Linked DNA regions of Hordeum vulgare: region 1 is linked to region 2. The links are chromatin contacts, called in public Hi-C maps. All regions are on one chromosome and are shown on one strand. The core of a region is the stretch at or near the end of the contact, and the rest is flanking DNA. Distances in the headings are between cores, read along the strand shown.

Evidence for each region. Hi-C and Micro-C count contacts between places; a contact is called where the count stands out from the background.
Region 1: a contact with region 2 is called in a Hi-C map of leaf, with 4 times the contacts expected there. The contact joins the promoter of LOC123411553 here to the promoter of LOC123407976 in region 2. A contact is called at or near these places in 2 of 6 Hi-C or Micro-C datasets (leaf and seedling).

Annotation. Positions count from the first base shown.
Region 1 is chr7H:546,411,448-546,414,634 of MorexV3_pseudomolecules_assembly, reverse strand. LOC123411553 (peroxiredoxin-2E-1, chloroplastic-like) reads left to right here and starts at 1,325. Exons shown (of 1, transcript XM_045104518.1): 1 at 1,325-2,455. The coding sequence starts at 1,439. The coding sequence ends at 2,122.
Region 2 is chr7H:546,238,639-546,241,431 of MorexV3_pseudomolecules_assembly, reverse strand. LOC123407976 (potassium transporter 10-like) reads right to left here and starts at 1,315. Exons shown (of 10, transcript XM_045101219.1): 1 at 896-1,315; 2 at 197-758; 3 at 8-61. The coding sequence starts at 961.

The DNA of each region.
Region 1 (3,187 bases), core at 76-2,575, 170 kb before region 2:
GAAAATTGTTGCCACTGCTTGTGCCATTAAATGTCATGTGCGCCGACGTAAATGTTAGTGATGGAATAGATTGATGCCTTAGCTGAAGAAGTTCAGCCTTTGCTGACGGAGGCGCGTGATAGTGATCTGGTGCAGGGTGTGGAGACTGGCTGATGCATCCGGTGATTTACTGTCGAAGAGTATTACTTGTGCTAATAAATATCCTCATCAATTTGAAATTAAGTAATGCTGGCTAAACTTTATTCAGATTCTGAAGAGCTAAAACTGGACCCAAAATTTTGTGGGAAAGAAGCTTCTGAAAATCCCAGCACCTGCAGTTTCTGCTTTCTCTGCACCTTTTAGTGTATGCATGGATTGCAAATATTATGGTGGAAGCTTCATTCTTTGTTGTTTTACTTATTATACATATGCTGCCCTGCAGATGGTTGAAGTCTTGTATGCTTACCCCTGATACCAGTCATCTTATCAAGCAGTCCATTTTCACCCTTATATTTACTCTGAAGGAAATTGAGGTTTGTAATCTATTTTTCAGTTATTTCTGAAAATGAAGAGAAGGCTAGAAAGGTTTTGACATGTCTCTTTCCTTGCTTTCAGTTTCAGAGTATCTCTGGTTTCGCGGAACATCAAAACTGCTGATCAAGCCCCTTACCAAAGTTGAACAAAACGCTGCTTTGTGTCGAGAAGTGCTCAAGTGGAAAATTACTGGCAGAGTAGACTCGTCCTGATGAGATTGAAAGTATCTTTATGAGACGTTTCTCCGGACCATTTATTTCGTGTTATTTAGATCACACGAACCAGCAACTACTTACCAAACTGCAGATTTGGCCAATGAGGCAATGATGATCGATCCTTGTGGGAAAAGAACATACTCCTGCAAATACAGAGTCTGAACTCTGCAGATTCATCTATACAAGCTTATCATCTGTACGAGCTACGAATCATGGAATGAGAAACTTAACATGCAGTGCCATCATCTTCCATTCCTTTTGGTATCAACTGGCGCTACAAGTACGTGGCCGCTAGTGGTCGGGGTTAATTGTGGAAGCGGACCCACCCCATGAAATTCACCTCGTCTCGTCTCGTCTTTGTACAAATTCACGAAATGAGCTCTACATTTTTGAACAAACAATCCGTCAACCTCCAGATTTTGTCTACTATTTATTTCATTTTGTTAAAATTTTTAGAAAAGGACAGATGAACGTTCTCTTGATAGAGAAATTGTTCTTGCCCAGCAAAGCAATAGGCAAAAGCCACCTCCTGCCGCCGTGCTTTCTCCACCCACCCCCCACCTCACCCCACATAGGGCCAACCCCCGCCGCTCGGAGTCGGACTCACGCTCCCCAAATCCCCCACCCTAGCCTCGCTCGCCCCCAAGTCAAACAACAACAGACAACGCATTCCCTCGAACACCTAGCCGCCTCCCTCCATCTCCATCTCCATGGCCACCTCCGCCCTCGCCACCCTCTCGGCCACCGCCGCCGCCGCGGGGGCCAGGCGCGCGCTCCTCTCGCGCGGCCCCTCCTCCTCCCTCTCCTTCTCCGCCCGCCGCCTCGCGCCCCTCCGCGCCGGGCCCCTGCCCCGCGCGGCGACGCGGGCCGTCTCCGCGACCGCGTCCCCGGCCGCCGCGACGGCCATCGCGGTCGGCGACCGGCTCCCGGACGCGACGCTCTCCTACTTCGACTCCCCCGACGGCGAGCTGAAGACGGTGACGGTCCGCGATCTCACCGCGGGGAAGAAGGTGGTCCTCTTCGCGGTCCCAGGCGCCTTCACGCCCACCTGCACCCAGAAGCACCTCCCGGGGTTCGTGGCCAGGGCCGGGGAGCTGCGCGCCAAGGGGGTGGACACCGTCGCCTGCGTCTCCGTCAACGACGCCTTCGTGATGCGCGCGTGGAAGGAGAGCCTCGGCGTCGGCGACGAGGTGCTGCTCCTGTCGGACGGCAACGGCGAGCTGACCCGCGCCATGGGCGTGGAGCTGGACCTGTCGGACAAGCCTGTGGGGCTCGGCGTCCGGTCGCGCCGCTACGCGCTGCTCGCCGACGACGGCGTCGTCAAGGTGCTCAACCTCGAGGAAGGCGGCGCCTTCACCAACAGCAGCGCCGAGGACATGCTCAAGGCGCTCTGAGGCCTGAGCCGCGACACCCCTCCGCCCTCGCCATGCCCGTCGAGTCATCGCCATCGGCTCGGTTCGTCCTCTGTTTCCTGATGAAGGCCTTTTTTGCTTCGTTTTTCCCTGAATAATAATAATCGGTGCGGCAGCGGCGGACTGTCTTTGCTGCTGCTGCTGCTGTCACCTCGATGTGCGGTGGCGAGTACTGAGTAGTGCAGCGTAGCTTTGCGAAGTTTCTGGAGAACTATGAATCTGTCGTGGCCGTGTCCTGGTTTGCAACCTGGCATGGAATGGAATGTCAACTTGTGCTTGTTGTTTGCATCGTACCATAATGATTCGTATTCGTGATGGCACGGCTGTAGTACCTACCGTGGCTCCGTTTATATGCAGGAAAATTAAGGTTGTGATGCGCACCAGCGTTGCTACCAGGTTGTGAATCTGCGATGATGGATATGTTAATGGAACATACTTCCTACCTTCGTTGTTTTTTCATGAAGCTACAGCCTACAGCCAGTGTTGAAATTGTGCATAGATTCAGGAAGCCGAAGCCAGGGCCAGGGGTCATCTCCCTCTTGGCATGAGCAAAGGATCTTCAAACCCATTATATATCAACGGGCATTCAAACCATTTCTTTTAATTTCACGGTGCTATTCTTTTTCTGTATAACTAGACAAGAGAAGTATAGATTGAGAAGATCATTCCTTTTCTGTATAACTAGACCAGAGAAGTATAGATTGAGAAGATCAACGCTTATGCTGCGATTACCTGAGGGGATACAACGGCCTAGTATACAAATCCGTCCATCATAGACACCTTCTGGTGTTGTTATGCCAGATTGCACAATGGCCTGAGGCCAAAGCTCAGCTGAAGATCCATGGTTTCGTCTAAAGAGCAACAGAACGCCCCTGAAGATGGTGACTCGCGGAGGATCATTAGTTACGCTGTACGCATGCATTTTTTTCGACGAAAAGTCTAGTTTCTTTGAAAAAAATAGGTGGTGTATTTTTTAGTTGACTAGTATAACTACCTAAGGTATGTCAAACACGAGTACAGCATATTCTTCAACCAAAAACATGTCCG
Region 2 (2,793 bases), core at 66-2,565:
TCCTTACATTTGTGATGCCCCTTCTCCATGGACAGCTCCAGCCCGGACACCGCGGAGAAAACTGCAGAAACAAGAGAGCCACGATCTCCAAATCAGCAATCCACATCGTAACAAACCATCCAAAAATAGTACTAGCGCTCCACTGTTGGATCCGGATTAAGAGCATCTTGTGCGGCGATTTGGCAAGAAGACGCACCGGAGATGGCCGGCGTGAGGACGCCGTCGCCGATGACCATGCAGGTGCCGACGAGCGCCAGCACGAGCAGGACCCGCTGCAGCACCTTGTGGCGCTCCAGCACCCGCCTGACGCTGGCGGCGGCGCCCCCGCCACGCCCGCCCAGCGCGTCGGCATTGTCGTACTCGAGGTACTTCTTGGCGGTGGCGCCGGCGGCGTCGGAGAACTGGTCCTCGTCCCCGGGCTCGGCGCCGCGGCCCGGCGGGAGGAGCGCGGCGCGGGCGTGGCGGCAGAGGAGGGAGTAGAGCGCGAAGGTGCCGCCCTCGCCGTTGTCGTCGGCGCGGAGCACGACGCAGACGTACTTGAGGAGCGGCACGAGGGTGAGCGTCCAGAAGACGAAGGAGAGCACGCCGAGGATCTCCTCGTTGGTCTCCGAGTGCTGGATGTCGTCCGCGAACGCCGCCTTGTAGACGTAGAGCGGCGACGTGCTCAGGTCGCCGTACACCACCCCGAGGCTCTGGTACGCCAGGCTCAGGGTCATCCGCCACGGCAGCCTCTTCTTCCCCTCTCCCCGCCTCCCCTCCTGCCACAGAGCCAAGAACGCGCGACAAACATCATCAGAAAAAAATAAAAATAAAAAGCACATTCAGCCAAGACGACGGCCGGCAAGGCGATCGAGGTTGTCAAGAACCGCAAGAAACGTAACTCCGGCGGCCATACCGTGTTCTCCGGCGGGGTGCCCCGGGCGGCCGCGGCCTCAGGGTCCATGGAAGGGGAGCTCTTCATCCGGGCCCCTCTCCTCTCCTCTCGTCCTCCACCGCTCGATCGGCCCTGTTTGTCCGCGCTCCGGAGTGCACTGCCCTGTGCCTTGCGGGGAGTTGGGAGTTGGCGCTGCCGGGACGTTCTTGAATTCTCGGACTGTGCAGAAACCGGCAGGGGACGGGGACGGGGTGGGACGGGGGGGATTAGGTGGGATATATCTGGAGCCCTGGAGGCTTTTTTTACGGGAGGTCAAAGGAGCAGCGCGGGGGGCAGGTTCGACCGGAGGCGGCACAGCATTGGCGTGAGCCGCGCGCGGAGCAGAGGAGGCGGAGCACGCACGGGGACGGGGGGGAGGGCGGAACTGTGCGAGGAAGGGAAGGAGACGAGAAGCAGGGGGTTGGAGGAATGTGGGGGTAGTGGGGCTGGAGGAGCAAAACCGCAAAAAAATGAAAAGCCGAGAAAGGCCACCATGGCCAAAGCTGCGGTTGTTTTTCCTTTTGCTTTTTGGTAAATGGAACTTTGCTTGTGCCTACTTGTTGTTTTCGACGTGGCCGGCTCCCCTCTCATCCTCTGCGGACGCTCCGTGTGGGCCTATTCTTCTATGCTCCTCAAAAAGGGTGTTTGGATCCAAGAGATTAAAACTAGTCTGACTAAAGCTAGTCTTTTTAAGAGGCTAAAGTTTCAAGCACCCCTGATTAAAGAGAGGCTAAAACTAGTCTTGAGGCTAAAATCTTTTAGTCAGGGGTACCCTTACTAAAATGTGCATTAGCCCTCTCTCTCCTCATTTAACTCCTCATGCAAGTTCTGGATTGGACAGTTTGGAGGATAATAAATGCTCATTAACTTGATTTTAGTCTCTTTAGTACTTGGATCCAAGCATAGGTGAGGCTAGCAAGTTTTAGTCTCACTACTTTTAGTCATGGGACTAAAACGTATCCAAGCACCCTCTTTGTTATTCAGAAGTCCCGGAATTTTTTTTTAGTCCCAACTTAAAAGTCCATAGTCCCTACCCGTTTGTTTCCAGGGACTAGAGGTCATTAAATGACAGGCAAAAAGACCATGTTACCCTTAGTAATGTAGTAGTAGTTATTAAATGACATGCTAAAAGTAGGGGCATTGTTGAAAAAAGTGACAAAAAGTCTCAAAAAGACCCTTCCAGAGGGACTTCTCCAAATAGTCCCAAATACCTTCTTTTAGTCCCTAAAAGTCCCTCCTGTTTGTTTCACATGGGACTTTTTGAGACTTTTTTTAGTCCCTATACCAAAAAGTCTCTGGAAACAAACACCCCCTAAATGTGACAGCAAAAAATAATACTGTAGTGAAAATGGACGAGAGATGAGTTCAGCATTGATGTGGAGTGCAGGTCAGGGTGTAGTAATTTTTGGCAGGAATTAAACAAATGCCCATAAACATTTATTGGGTGGATTTATTCAGAGGGGTCGGTTTCTAAATGTGGATGTTACATGCAAGAGGTAGTTCTGCATGCTTCTGTGCGCCACCACACTTGGCTAGAACTTTAGCCGTTTTGGGTCATATAACGGTACTTCACCCACATGCTACTACACCAGGTGAGACATTGGGAGATGTTATGTTTTTTGTTTATGGCTGGAAGCATGTACTAGTCATGTGAGGTTGATGTTCCATTTGTAGATTAGTATTTCAAGGTACACGAACAGTCAATCATGCTGCAATTAGTGCACTAAACTAAGATTCAAATTATTGTTAGTTTATGCTACTCGAGATGTTGGCATCTAACAATATATTACATGCCCCTGTTTTACGAGTGTTAAAGGGGAAGCACTCCTTAAGGTTAGCGAGGGAAAGATAGGTAGAAATATTGCCATCTCGGCTTCATG